2 separate regions of the Gossypium hirsutum genome follow, and region 1 is linked to region 2. Evidence: chromatin contacts called from public Hi-C data. All regions are on one chromosome and are shown on one strand. Each heading gives the region's core, a stretch centred on a gene start, on an enhancer-like site or on the middle of the called end of the contact. The rest is flanking DNA. Distances are from core to core; before and after follow the strand shown.

Region 1 (6,999 bases), core at 980-3,479, 390 kb after region 2:
TCATTGACAAGAGCCAATGGAATTTGATTGATGAAGTTAATCCCCTTTATTGATTGTCCTTAAAGCAACTTTTTATATAAACAAAGGGTTTTAATTCATTAAAATTAGGCCAAAACCAGATAATTGATAATGTAGAGTGACCAATTCAGACCTTTTTCCCAAAACTTTCAGTAACATTTTCACAAAAATTAAACAAGTTAAGAAAAAAAAAAAAGAACCAAGGTATTTCTCAAAACAAAACCTGACCTGTAGAAGCCACCCAATGGATCACTACCTACGCTGCCTGCCATAGCTACATTTAAAGCAGGACCTCCAATGGGCTTATAACCAAGCCTTGCCAATGCCACCAAACTGTTGGAAAGAGATCCTCCAGCTGCTGCCTTATAGCTGCAACCATCCATAGCCTGCAAAACTCGACCTCTCTCTTCATGATTTACAACCTTCCTGGTTCCCTTCTCTAATCCCAATCTCCCCAAGAACTCGTCATCAACCATACCAGAAAAGTCTACCTGAAATTGGCAGGTAAATTGCAGAGAAAGCTTAATTTACTTTCAATACCATATGCAAATAAGACTATGCCAAAAGCTGCTATGCAGGAAGTATAATCGGAGGGGGAAAAAGGACAAAGTGAACAGGCGTTAAAAATATCAGCAACCATGTCTTACAATCAATTATCAGCAATTCCAAAGAATCCAAAAATCCAACATTGACAGATAAACAAAGCAGACCAACAAAAGAGTTAGATTTTGAAAATTCTATTGAATCATTATACCATCAGATAAAGTTTCTCTATACCAGTTATTTCTTTAAATAATCCATTTCATAACTCAACTTCTTGTAATTGCCTTCTAAGTAAAGCAACAAAAGCACAAACCAGTAAGAACACCTTGATAGACACAGCAGATTACTATTCAAGATGAAGAATGGAAACAGTTCTTTAACCCCTAGCCAAAATTTTTACAGGTTCCCAAAAATAGAGCCAAAATTGACCAATCTTTTCATTAATAAGTAAGGTTCTACTTTATTTTTATGCTTAGGTTCTACTTTATTTTTATGCTTACTAGATGCTAGTTGTTTCTAAGGTAAAGGTAAGAAAATGCAACCAAAATCCTAAACGAGGCATAACATCTCTTCATTAAATTTTTGCGTCACAAAATGCATAATCGCATTTCTATACAGAACAATTATGTTTCAATGTGTACAATATTTTAGCTATTAGTATAATTTTAACAAACATGATAATGCTTTTAACCAGCTTTAAGAAAATCAAAAGGAAAATTGTAAAAAACAAGTGCCCGAACAAAGTACCAAAGCCTTAATGATTTAAAAGCAACAAGAAAAATGTAGGATTGAAAGGAACAAAAGAAAATATATCAGCCAAACTCCATTTTCCTCTCTAAGAAACGAAATAGAAATGTACTACATTACAAGGCTTATATCCTTAACATCAATTCTCTTTTCCCTATACTTTACTAAAAAAGACATTGAAAAAACACAAATTTAACATTTAAGTATAAATTCAAAACACCAAGAGATAACATATAAACAAGAATGGTTAAGAAATATACCATGGCTTGACCAAGGCCAAGAACATCCCATCTGTCAGGCAAAACACAAAACGACCGAGCACCTTCTTCTTCATCATCGACTTCCTCCTCATCTTCTTCACTCTCAAATTCATCTCCATTGCTACTGCTACAGCTACAACTCCCTCTAGAACCACAAGGAGAAGAAACACAAAAGAACCCACCTTTCTGTTTCCCCATTGAACCAGAAGTCACCCTCCCTTTACCTCTGAAATCACCCAGAAACCCCAACTCTCTTATAATCCTCCCACTCCCATAACTTCGTTTGTGGTGATATAGAGAAGAAAATAAAGGAGAATAGAAGCGGTATAGAGAGAAAATTGAAGAGGAAAAAAGGGAGTTAATTTGTGGAGGAGATGAAATAGAAGTAAGGAAGGACATAGTTGAAAGTAGTTTAAACACTTGGTTTTTATTATTAACTAAAATGGGAATCTATTAGGGAAGGAAGAGCCGTCTGGGAATCGGGTTTTCTTAGTTTAGGATGGAGAATTGGAAGCAGAAGACATCCCCATCCACAAAGATTTTGGTGAATGTTTAAGAGAGAGGCTCCAAGTCGCTGCTTCTGTTGGTGTGTTGAGGATAAAATGGAAGGATGTTTTCTTTTTTCTTTTTTCTTTTCTCCATTTATTATTTTATTTTATGAGTTCCCAGATTTGGTTACGTGGACGTTTACTTTTACATATATTCGGTAAAATTGCATCTATAACAATTATTTCTCAAATTTAAGTAATTGAAAAATAAGAATATTATACAATATTAACAATTAATTTAAGTAATTGCATTTTTTTTATAAATTGAATTTATTATAAATTTACAAAAAGAATTTCAAAATTAATAATCTGAAAATTTTTAACAATTTAATGCTTAACATTTTAGAGTCAATTTTAAAAATTCTAATAGGAGAATAACAAATCAAATCTTTTACGTGATCTTTTAACATCAATTAACTTTTCCGTTTACTCCAAAAAAAATTGGGATCAAATATTAATAGAAAAAATAAATTAATCTAATTAAAACATATCATACACAGTTTCCACTCATTATTTCACATCATATATATATATATATATTAAATACACATTTTTTGTTATTCAGTGATTTAATGATAAAGTATCTTTATATTCTATAGTCCCATTTAAGTTTCCAGCCAATTATAAATAGTGAACATACCTAGAGGTCAGCGTCCACATTTACTCAAACAATATATTTTATGCAGCACATTTTGGCAAATTTTAACAAAAATTCTATTTTTCTGCAATTTTTAATTCAACTATATGACAATAAATATCTTCTCTAACGTTCAAGGTTTTCTTTTTTTCCGAATTTCTTTGTTGAATTCGCATGCATGCCATTAGTATTCCAATAAACCCGATTTAAAAAAAAAAACTTTTGTAGAATAAGGAGATTGTTGACATCTTAAAAATCAAAGATAAACATTTGATGATATGTTGTTTTCTCTGATTTCAAATTGCTCAAGCTTAAAAAACAAATGAATCTCCATCTATAGTAAAAATAAGGGTAAAGTAAACTTACAATCACCCAACTTTAATTAAAATAATAAAATAATTATTAAATTTTAAAAATTATAATTCAGTCACTAAACTTAAAAAAAATTAGTAACACAAATGCTCTATTGTAGTTTTCCTCTCAAAGTTATGAAAGGATATGTGCTGATGGATGAGAATATGCAATCTATTTTCCTAGTACTAGTGTTCGTTTGTAAGATGAACCTCATGCATAAAAAAGGAAATGTTCCAATGCCTAACGGGAATTTCTTCAAACAGCTTACCTGCGTCAAAAGTTATTCACTCACGACTCACATTTTTAAGTTTGCATGCTTGAGAGTTGAAACGAAGGAAACTATGTAAGGCAAACTGGTACAGGGCTTGCAGGAGGATATTTTGATTTTTGGAAAAAGGATTTTGGAGGAGGGCTTAGTAGAATGGGAATCAAAGTTATTGTTGGCGGTATCGTTAGAATGATGGAAGGTCTTCGAGCCGGCGCTTCTGCAGGGCGCGCTATTCTTTAAGGCGCTGGAGTGCAAGCTGTTATTCTCCATTTCTTCTCTTCTTCCTTTTCTTTTTCTTCTTTTTTTTTTTCTTAACTAGTCAGATTGACTTTTAGTGACGGAGTTATTTTTTTTTTTAAATTTAGTGATTGAACTGAAATTTTTAAAAATTTAATAACTATTTTATTGTTTTTATCAAAATTGAGTGACTACCAATTTACTTTACCCTAAAAATTAAAGGGAAAAAATAATTGCACCAGAAGAAAGAAGCATTTTGAATTAACGCGGGGGAGGGAAGCAAATATATATATATTTTTTTTGAGTTTAGCTATTTGTAGACATTTAAGAAAGATAAAAATTTTGGCTAGAAGGAAGCCATATATATTTACCTTTGCTGTGGACCCGTAGATAAGACTACAGCCACGCGTCAACTTTGTAATAGAGAACCAGCCAGCAGCTACTCTATATACAGCGGCACCAGATCCCACCTCTTCAATCGAAATCCAAAGATTTTGATGTCCATCACGATCACTCTCTTAGGCTACAAGAACAGAGCCACACCACTGGACGAAAAAGAAACCGTAGTATTAAGGCTAGTGATCCGACAACGTTTTAATCCCTCTCTCTCTTTCTATTAGTTTTATAATATTTATATAAAATTTCTTCCAATTTTTCATCAATTTCCTCTGAATTTTCATTCAATGTAAACAAAATTACATTTTCAGTCTCCCTTGCATCGCTGCATTTGCATTGTAGTTTCTTTTATTTTTTTTGTTAAAGATTTGTTTTGAATTAATTTATTTTCACAGTTAATTATTCCTATGATTTTTTTTCATAGTCAACTTGTGTTTTCTCTCTGATTAGAAATTTTGAATCTCCAGAAAACCTCTTTTCTTTTTAAAAATTTGTGATTTTTTTTAACTGAGAAATGAATTAGAATTTAAATTTTATCAGATTCGATCTGGTAATGTTGATTATTTTCAGATTTGATTAAACATAAAAGCAATTATGGAATTCTGTTGTGTATTTGTAGGTAAAATGTAAGGGAGTTCGATTTTAAAATTAATTTTGTTTTTTTGGTATATTTTACAGGGGCATTAATTTTCGTGGAATTTAAAGTATATTCTTTTGGCACCAATGGAGCGTGCGGAACTAACAACTGAGCAGGTTGGTGATCTGATCACTTAATTTGCTTTGTTAGTTATAATTTTACATAAAACTAAGTATTATAGAGTTTCAAGTTTCGGTATCGGAATTTGAAAGCTTCAGGGATCTTTTGGTCGTTGCTTCTGTTATATTCTTGCAAGCAAAATGTAGAAAGTGCAGTTGAATATAGAAGCAAACTATAACTTTGAAGAATTAGACATTTAAGTTGTGAAACTTTTGTTTCAAGAATTAGACATTAAAGTTTCATTTCTCTGGTAGATTTAATTTACTTCCATGGGTGCTTCTTTTTATTTTTTATGTTATTTAATGCCTTAATTTTGAAACCTTTAAAAGCACGAAGTTTCTCAAAAGTAGGTTAGGAATTCTCCTATGAACCGCTTTGATGGATGACACAGGTTTTAGAATTCTTTTAAACGCTTCAAATTGTTTGTTTGTTCTCTTCATCATGGCTACTAGAGCACATTCTTGTTTGCTTTCTTAAACAAGCACACTACCACTTGGCTTTTGTTTAAATTTTCCCTGATCTTAATTTGTTAACATTTATTCTATGTCATGTTCTTCTTGTGATTTCCGTGTTCAAAGAATTTAAATTATATTATCTCTTTTTTAAACTTTTTCAAGGATATAGTTAATTACGAACGGTTACTTGTTACTGGTGATTCCAGTTTGATTATCGTCTTTTACTCTTTTAAAGGTTCTGAAGAGAGACATCCCATAGGAAACATACATGACAACTAAGCTGATTTCAGGAACAGGCCTTCAGCTGTTAAGGCGTTATGATAATAGAGCTGAAAGTGTCAGGGCACAGTTGTTGGATGATGTAACGTTTTCTAACTCTTCTTAAATTATTAGCTGGGTATTATCTTGTGTATATGTTCTTTTTTCAATCTTCAATTAATTCAGTAGTTTTATTAACTTCTCTTCCATCATAACAGAATAGGTTTTTAAAAGCCTAAATAAAATTCTATTGGAAAATCTAATCAAACTAAGGATAAAAGAAAGATATTGATTGGTGAGATTGAATGTGACAGGATGGTCCAGCCTATGTTCAAGTGTTTGTTAGCATATTACGTGATATATTTAAGGAAGAAACAGTGGAATATGTTCTGGCTCTAATTGATGAAATGCTTACAGGTATGTAAAGAATATTGGTCTTGTGAGGATGCATTCATCATAAGTAAAATTAGTTACTACAATTTTCTATTGCAGCCAATCCGAAAAGAGCCAGATTATTTCATGACAAGTCTCTTGCAAAAGAAGATACTTATGAACCTTTCCTAAGTTAAGTTTTTACTCAAAATTGTTTCCATTGTTAATTTGTGGCTGATTTTTATTATTTATTTATTTTCCTTGTGTTTCTTGTGTATATGTGTGTGTGGGTGGGTGGGTGGGTGGAGAATTAAGGTGGCTGATACTCTTGATATTCTTTAATCTTTCAATGATCAATTGGCTAGCGGTATCTAATAGTGATGTTTGCTGTACAGTTAGAATCCCTTTTCTAAATGTTATATTTATAAATATTGGCTTCACTTCTTTCTTTCATTTTTATTTTTGACTCTAAATTGAGTTGGTTCCTTGGTGCTCAATCTGCTTATGGCTCAAGCTGGCTTATATTGTTAGTGATAACTCTGATTCTCTGCGATGCTTGTTTTGTCAAAAAGTAGGTCCTCGATCCTTGAAGATTTAACAATTTTGTCCTCTCTTGCTGGTAATTTTGATAGTATTTGATTCCATCTGCATGATGAGCTTGTACAAATATCTGGATTATTCATGCCTTGCACATTACTGACCTTCGTTTGATTTTTTGCTTTAAGTTGTCTATCTGTTGTAAATAAATAGTAAATATGTATTATGAATGTATTTCAAATCATGGATGAAAATATATACCTACACAGCTGGCTTTCCATATATATCTTTGGGAAATTAGGTGGTGATCTCAGCTCAAAGGTTCAGGTTACCATAAACATGGTATTTATGAGTAGCTTGTGCTACTTTTGTCTGCCTGCCGCTTGCAAGAGATTTTAGATGCAAATAACTTGTATCTTGAAGGTTACCAACCACCTATAATCGGATTATATATGGCTCTCAATTCTTATTTGCTGCTTTTATCTTTATTCTACTCTTGGGCTGTATTACCTTATTGATTTTGAAGATAAGAAGTGTGTCTCTTAGTTAATTTTGAATATTTTTATTCATGTACACTCAATTTCTTATCTTATTCTGAATCATCTGAAGTAA
Region 2 (6,557 bases), core at 2,233-4,732:
TTAGGTGACCCAGTCTCTCCATACACAACACAAACAAATATGGTGATAGAGGATCTCCCTGTCGAATACCTCGGGATGGTCTAAAGGCATCAATTACCGCACCATTCTAGAATACTTGAAGTGAAGATGATGAGACACAGTTTAAGATAATAGTGACTAACATAGCCGATAAACCTGCTTCAGAGAGTGTGTCCCTTGAGACATGTTTTGAGACGATTTAAAAGAAAAGCTTCTTGAGTATCGATGTTTAATGGAAAGGGCCATGACTATAATGTACATAAAGAAAAAGTGTAGGAATTTCCTTTCAAAGACTTTCCCCATAAACAATAATGATCACTATTTTAATTGCATTATTTAATTATTATAAATTTTTAATTTAGATACTAAAATATATTTTTTATAATAATAATTGGATAATTATTTAATACACATCAGGTAGAGTTTTTTTAACTCCACAAGTAGGGTTAAAAGGTTACACGCTTATTGTTTTAAAATAAAAAAATAAAGAAATGAATAATATATATTATATTTCATATAAATAATATTTAAAAGATAATATTTTATAAGTGCAATTTTTAGAATGGCTCCGCTTAAAGCACCGGGGATAGACGGGTTTCATGCCAAGTTTTATCAAGCACAATGGGATATTGTTGGGCCTTCGGTTTATACATTGGTGCGGTGGGTGATGGAGGAGTGCCCGTTAGATCCTAGAATCAACAGAACCTTACTTGTTTTACTACTGAAGATTCAAGGGCCGGAAAGGATTACACAATTTAGACCAATCAGCCTATGTACGGTTCTGAATAAAAAAATCATGAAGACAATTATTAATAGTCTACGTCCTTTGATGGTAAAGCTTATTGAACAAAACCAGGCAAATTTTGTGATGGTTAGGAATATAACCAAAATAAATGATAATGTTAGTGACAAAACGAAAATTTTTATAGTTTGATGACAAAAAAAAATCAGATGACTAATTGTATAATTTATCCTTAATACTTGGTTGTTTTACTAAATTAACCTAAAAAATTTTGATATTTATAAAAATGACCCAGGTTCAAAAATAATCACAAAAATAACCTGAAATGAACAGTAAAATAGGGTTTTGGCCTGTCAATGGCCGGCACTAACTCGCATTTTGCACCCATGATTGCCAAATGATTGTTTCAGGCTTTAAAAAATTAATTTTTTTAGTTTTGGCCTGTCAATGGCCGGCACCAGGGTATTTTTTTTTTAAATCGTATCATATTGGTATACAAAATACGAGTTTAAAAAAAAACTTTGGGTGCTGGCCTGTCAATGGCCTGCACCAAGTACAAAAAGAAATTTTTTTGCTCTCTAAAATACGAGTTTTAAAAAAAAAAAAATTTGGGTGTTGACTTGTCAATGGCCGACACCCATTACAGAAAGAAAAATTTAATTTTTCTTTTAAAAAAAATTTTGCTCTCCGAAAATACGAGTTTTAAAAAAAAATTTTGGGTGCTGGCTTGTTAATGGCCAACACCCTGTACAAAATTTTTTTAAAAAAAACTCGTATTTTCGGAGAGCAAAAAATGTTTTTTAAAAAAAAATTAATTTTTTTTGTACTGGGTGCCGGCAATTGACAGGCCAGCAACCAAAATTTTTTTTTTAAAAACTCGTATTTTCAGAGAGTAAAAAAAAATTTTTTTGAAACAAATTTTGAATTTTTTTTTGTACTGGATGCCGGCCATTGACAGGCCAGTACCCGAAATTTTTTTTTTAAAACTCGTATTTTCGGGGAGTAAAAAATTTCTTTTTAAAAAAAATTTTGAATTTTTTTTGTACTGGGTGTCGGCCATTGACAGGCTAGTACCCAAAAATTTTTTTTTTAAAACTCGTATTTTCGGAGAGTAAAAATTTTTTTTTGAGAAAAATTTTGAATTTTTTTTTGTACTGGGTGCCTACCATTGACAGGCCAGCACCCAAAATTTTTTTTTAAAACTCGTATTTTCGGAGAGTAAAAAAAAATTTTTTGAATTTTTTTTGTACTGGGTGCCGGCCATTAACAGGCTAGCACCCAAATTTTTTTTTTTAAAATTGGTATTTTCGGAGAGCAAAATTTTTTTTTAAAAAAATTTGAATTTTTTTTTGTACTTGGTGCCGGCCATTGACAGGCCAACACCCAAATTTTTTTTTTAAAACTCGTATTTTGTATACCAATATGATACGATTTTTAAAAAAAATACCCTGGTGCCTGCCATTGACAGGCCAAAACTAAAAAAATTAATTTTTTAAAGCCTGACACAATCATTTGACAATCATGGGTGCAAAATACGAGTTGTTTACTGTTCATTTCAAGTTATTTTTGTGATTGTTTTTGAACCTGGGTTATTTTTGTAAATGTCAAAATTTTTTGAGTTAATTTAGTAAAATAACCTTAATACTTCCATCAATTATTTTCACCCATATATAGCCATTCATTATATTAGCTTAATTTCATCCGATATGTAACTTAATGTTTTTACCAACTACCTAAACTTTTTAAACCCTTTCCCGCAATGTATCTATTAGAGGCCAAAAGAGAATTGAATGAAGAAGAAAATAAATTTCAATGGAAGCCCAAAATTTTGCACCTAAACACCATTAAGTAATTTTATAAACTCAAAATGCGACATTTAAATTTCCACCATGCCCATGCAAAAAATGGCAACAAATTTGAGAAAATTCAATCTTGTTTCTCATTGAAATCTCGAGAAAAATTTTACAAGCATTACAACATTCAAAATTTTTCTCGAACTGTTTATGTTTATTGATTTAATCAGAAGGAGACGAAATGAAGATCATAATATGATCCAAGAAACTGAGATTTTGAGGCCTATCCTTACGTTTCACATAACCTTTGGCTTCTTTCTCGGAATATACCCCAAACCCTTTTCTCCTGTTCTTCTTCCACATCTCCTCCTCGTAACTCTTGTGCGCATAATACGCTTGAGCTGCGCACGCTAATAGCTCTTCCTCCCCAGCTGGCGTCAGATGGATGGGCCTCCGCTCGTAATGCCCGCGACTCGTGCCTTCCAATTCGTCCAGCCGGTCCAGCCCCCGAGCTGACACGGCGTACAGCTCTCCCGTGACTCGGAGTCCCAAACCAGCCATGTTGAGGAGGAAAGGGACACGGTATGGCCCGCAAACGAGCGGGTATCTCTCCATGGTACGGTAAGTGCCTTTGAATTCGGCGTCTCCCGTTCGCATCAAATCTTGAAGGAGCACGTGATTGGCAAAGCCCCGTTTCAAGGTGCCATATGTGAACACGAGGTTCGTACAATTACTGTTTTCGAATTCCACACCCATTCTTGTGGTATTTGGTTGGCTAGAAAGTGAGGTAAAATCAAGGGAACAAGAAGAAGTAGAGAGGATTTGCAATTTGTCAGATAAAGATGGGGTGTGGAGTTCTATTAATAGGAGGATTCCGTTTGATTGGTTAGGAATTTTAACTGTAGAAAATTCTCAATATGGAGAGTGGTGAAATCATATATCAATATGCATACCGTAAATTTATGTGGTTTTATCTAATTACTTTATTATTGGTCAAAGTACAAATAATTAATAATAAATATTATATAATTTAGTTAAAATTAATATAAATAATTTATAATAAATACTATGTAATTTAGCTAAATAATATATCAAATTATCTATTTAATTTTAAATTATATTAATAATATAACATATAAATATATTTTTTTCAAAAAATATTTCCTTAATTAAAGTACTATTATTATGTAAAAATAATATTTTAAATTTAAATAATATATGTATAATTACAAATACATTTACATTCATTAATTTTTTAAAGCATTTTAATTTATGAGAATGAATTGTATGGAACTGTAATTTCAAGTCATCTTTAACTCTTTTCAATAAAAGAATGATAAATTAGATTTTTCCTCTTAATTTTTAATTTTTTTTCTCTTAAAAAAGATTTAAATTCAATTAAAAATACTAAAGATTAGGAGAAAAAATTTAATTTCTCATTTATTTATTAAAAAGAGATGAAAATAACATAAAATCATAATTTTATACAACATCTTTTTTTATTTATATCCACGATTTTGTATTTTAAGCTTAAATGCTAAAATCGATGAATTTCATTAAAGTTTCCCGCGCGATTTAGTGGCTAAAGACTCAAAAAAAATTGTCCATGTGTTTGATAATATATCGTACATTAAAAGTAGATGTGACAACTTGAATATTATTTTAAAATAAAATATTTTATTTAAGAAATGAAAAATACAGAAAACATATAACCTCAATAATAGAGACTATTTTACCCAAATAACTCAAAAAAATAATAATTATAAAAAAAACCTAAGTTCAAAAAATAATCATTTAAATAATCTAAAATAAACAATAAAATTAAGTTAAGGAACTTAAGTGGTCGGCCCCACATTGATTTTTGACCCAATTATTAATTTTTAACTCAATTATTGCTTGATGATTGTGTTAGGTGTTAAAAAAATTGAGTGCCGGAGAATTAATGGTTGGCACCCTTTTATTTTTTTCCAAACCATAGTATATTGGTATACATTTGTACTAGTATTTAAAAAATTTAGGCGCTAAACAATAAATAGTCGGCACCACTTTTTCTTATTTAAAAATTATTTTTGTTGGGTGTCGGCAAACTAATGGCCGGCACTAGGGGTGAGCAAGATTTCATTCGAAAAACTCGATAAAAAATTTAAATTTTAAATTAAATAGTTCGAGTTATTTGAGTTAATTAAGTTATTCGGATCAACTCAAATAAAAAATTAAGTTTTTCGGTTTAACTCGAATATGAATTACACAATTCGAGTTATCCGAAAATTCGAATAAGAAAAGACATAACTACGTAGTTTTGATAAATGTTTACTTTATTAAAAGTTAAAATTCAAAATAATTAAGTTAAAAGGTAAAACTACGTCGTTTTGATAAATGTTTACTCATTAAGTTCAAAGACTAAATCATTATATTGTTCATGTAGTTAAATAATCATGTACTTCGTCTACTAATCAAATAATCAGTCCATCTAAACGCAACATTAAGTATAAACAATAGGATTCTTTAACTCGACTCGATTTGACTCGAAATTTTTTGACTCGATTCGATTCGATTCGATTCGATTCGAAAAAATTTCAAATTGAGTTCGGTTGCTAAAATAGGATTTGTCAACTCGACTAACTCGAAAATTTTTTACTCGATTTGACTCGACTTAATCGAATACTCACCCCTAGCCGGCACCCAATTAATCAAATAAAAAATTGGATCAGAGGAAGTAGATGGCTGACACTCTCTTCTTTGGGAACAAAAAATTTTGTTTTTTGGGTGTTGAGAAACTGATGGCCGGCACATTTGTACCCGATTTAAAAAAAATGGGTGTTGGGACACTGATGGCTAGCACCCTTATACCTGATTTTTAAAAAAAATTGGTGTGCTGGAACATTGATGGCCGACACCCCTTCAATAAATAGAGTTGTTTTGTTTTCCATTTGAGCTTTTTGTTTGTTTTATCAGTTGAAAACCGATATCAATGTTTTTGTTTGTTTAGGGGGAAACAAATATTGTTGAAGATAAGTTTCTAAATTCTGTTTGTTTATGTTCATCTCGATAGAGAAATAATAAATACAGCTGAAAAATGTTGTATCTTTTAAAGTCGACAAAAAATCTTTTATTATTCTCATAATGCCGAATTCGAAGACGACGAATATAACAAGTGAATTTTCATTATTCCATGATTATTGTAGAAACTTGTAATTAAAGGATTTTTTGTATTTTATTTACCCATGCCCTTATTATTTATTTTTTGATGAATCTTAATTTAAACAATGTAATTTAAATTAAATATAATTTTTAGTGGTATAAATATAAATTATAAAAAATTTGAATTTAATTAAAATAAGGATAATTCATTTTTAAAAAAATATGATTTTAATTAAAAATTATATAATTAAAGGACAAATTAATTTAATGGAGTAAATGAAATTCAAGTAATAAATTGGAAAGTAAAAAAAATAATAAAGTTAATAAAAAATAGAAATGAATAGGATTTAAGTTAAAAAAAAAAAGGAAAAGAAGATGGGATATTGTCAGGCCTAGAGAAGCGGACCCCTAAAGTTGATGGCTAGCGTCAGGCCTAGCATGTCAGGCCTTGGTCAGTGAGGGGCCGAATTCAGGCCAGTTAAAAAAAGGGGAAGGAAAAAAATTTCCGATAAAATAGATATCGGCCATAAGTGGATCAGTACCTAAAAAAATATTTTTTAAATGAAAAAAGTGGTGCAGACCTTTTATTGTCTAGCAATCAACTAAATATTAGTATAAATATATATCAATATGCTACAGTTTGAAAAGAAATACAAAAGTGCCGACCGTTAACTTTCCAATACTCAAAAAACATTTTTTTAACATATGAGACAATTATTAGACAATGGCTGGGTCAAAAATTAATGTGATACAGATCACTTAAGCTACTTAATTTAATTTTATTATTCATTTTAAGTTATTTATATAATTATTTTTTAACTTAAGTTATTTTTATAATTATTTTTAGGGTCATTTAAGTAAAA

The links. Hi-C and Micro-C count contacts between places; a contact is called where the count stands out from the background.
Region 1: a Hi-C map of leaf shows a contact between it and region 2, with 2.7 times the contacts expected there. The contact joins the promoter of LOC107951756 here to the promoter of LOC121213091 in region 2. A contact is called at or near these places in 4 of 34 Hi-C or Micro-C datasets (all in leaf).

Annotation. Positions count from the first base shown.
Region 1 is chrA02:95,610,830-95,617,828 of Gossypium_hirsutum_v2.1, forward strand. It overlaps LOC107951756, which reads right to left and starts at 2,230. Exons shown (of 5, transcript XM_016886893.2): 1 at 1,569-2,230; 2 at 247-509. The coding sequence starts at 1,967. It overlaps LOC107951754 (V-type proton ATPase subunit H), which reads left to right and starts at 4,113. Exons shown (of 13, transcript XM_016886889.2): 1 at 4,113-4,186; 2 at 4,687-4,761; 3 at 5,456-5,581; 4 at 5,793-5,895; 5 at 5,971-6,043. The coding sequence starts at 5,489.
Region 2 is chrA02:95,223,663-95,230,219 of Gossypium_hirsutum_v2.1, forward strand. It overlaps LOC121213091 (putative gamma-glutamylcyclotransferase At3g02910), which reads right to left and starts at 3,483. Exons shown (of 1, transcript XM_041086221.1): 1 at 2,587-3,483. The coding sequence starts at 3,309. The coding sequence ends at 2,776.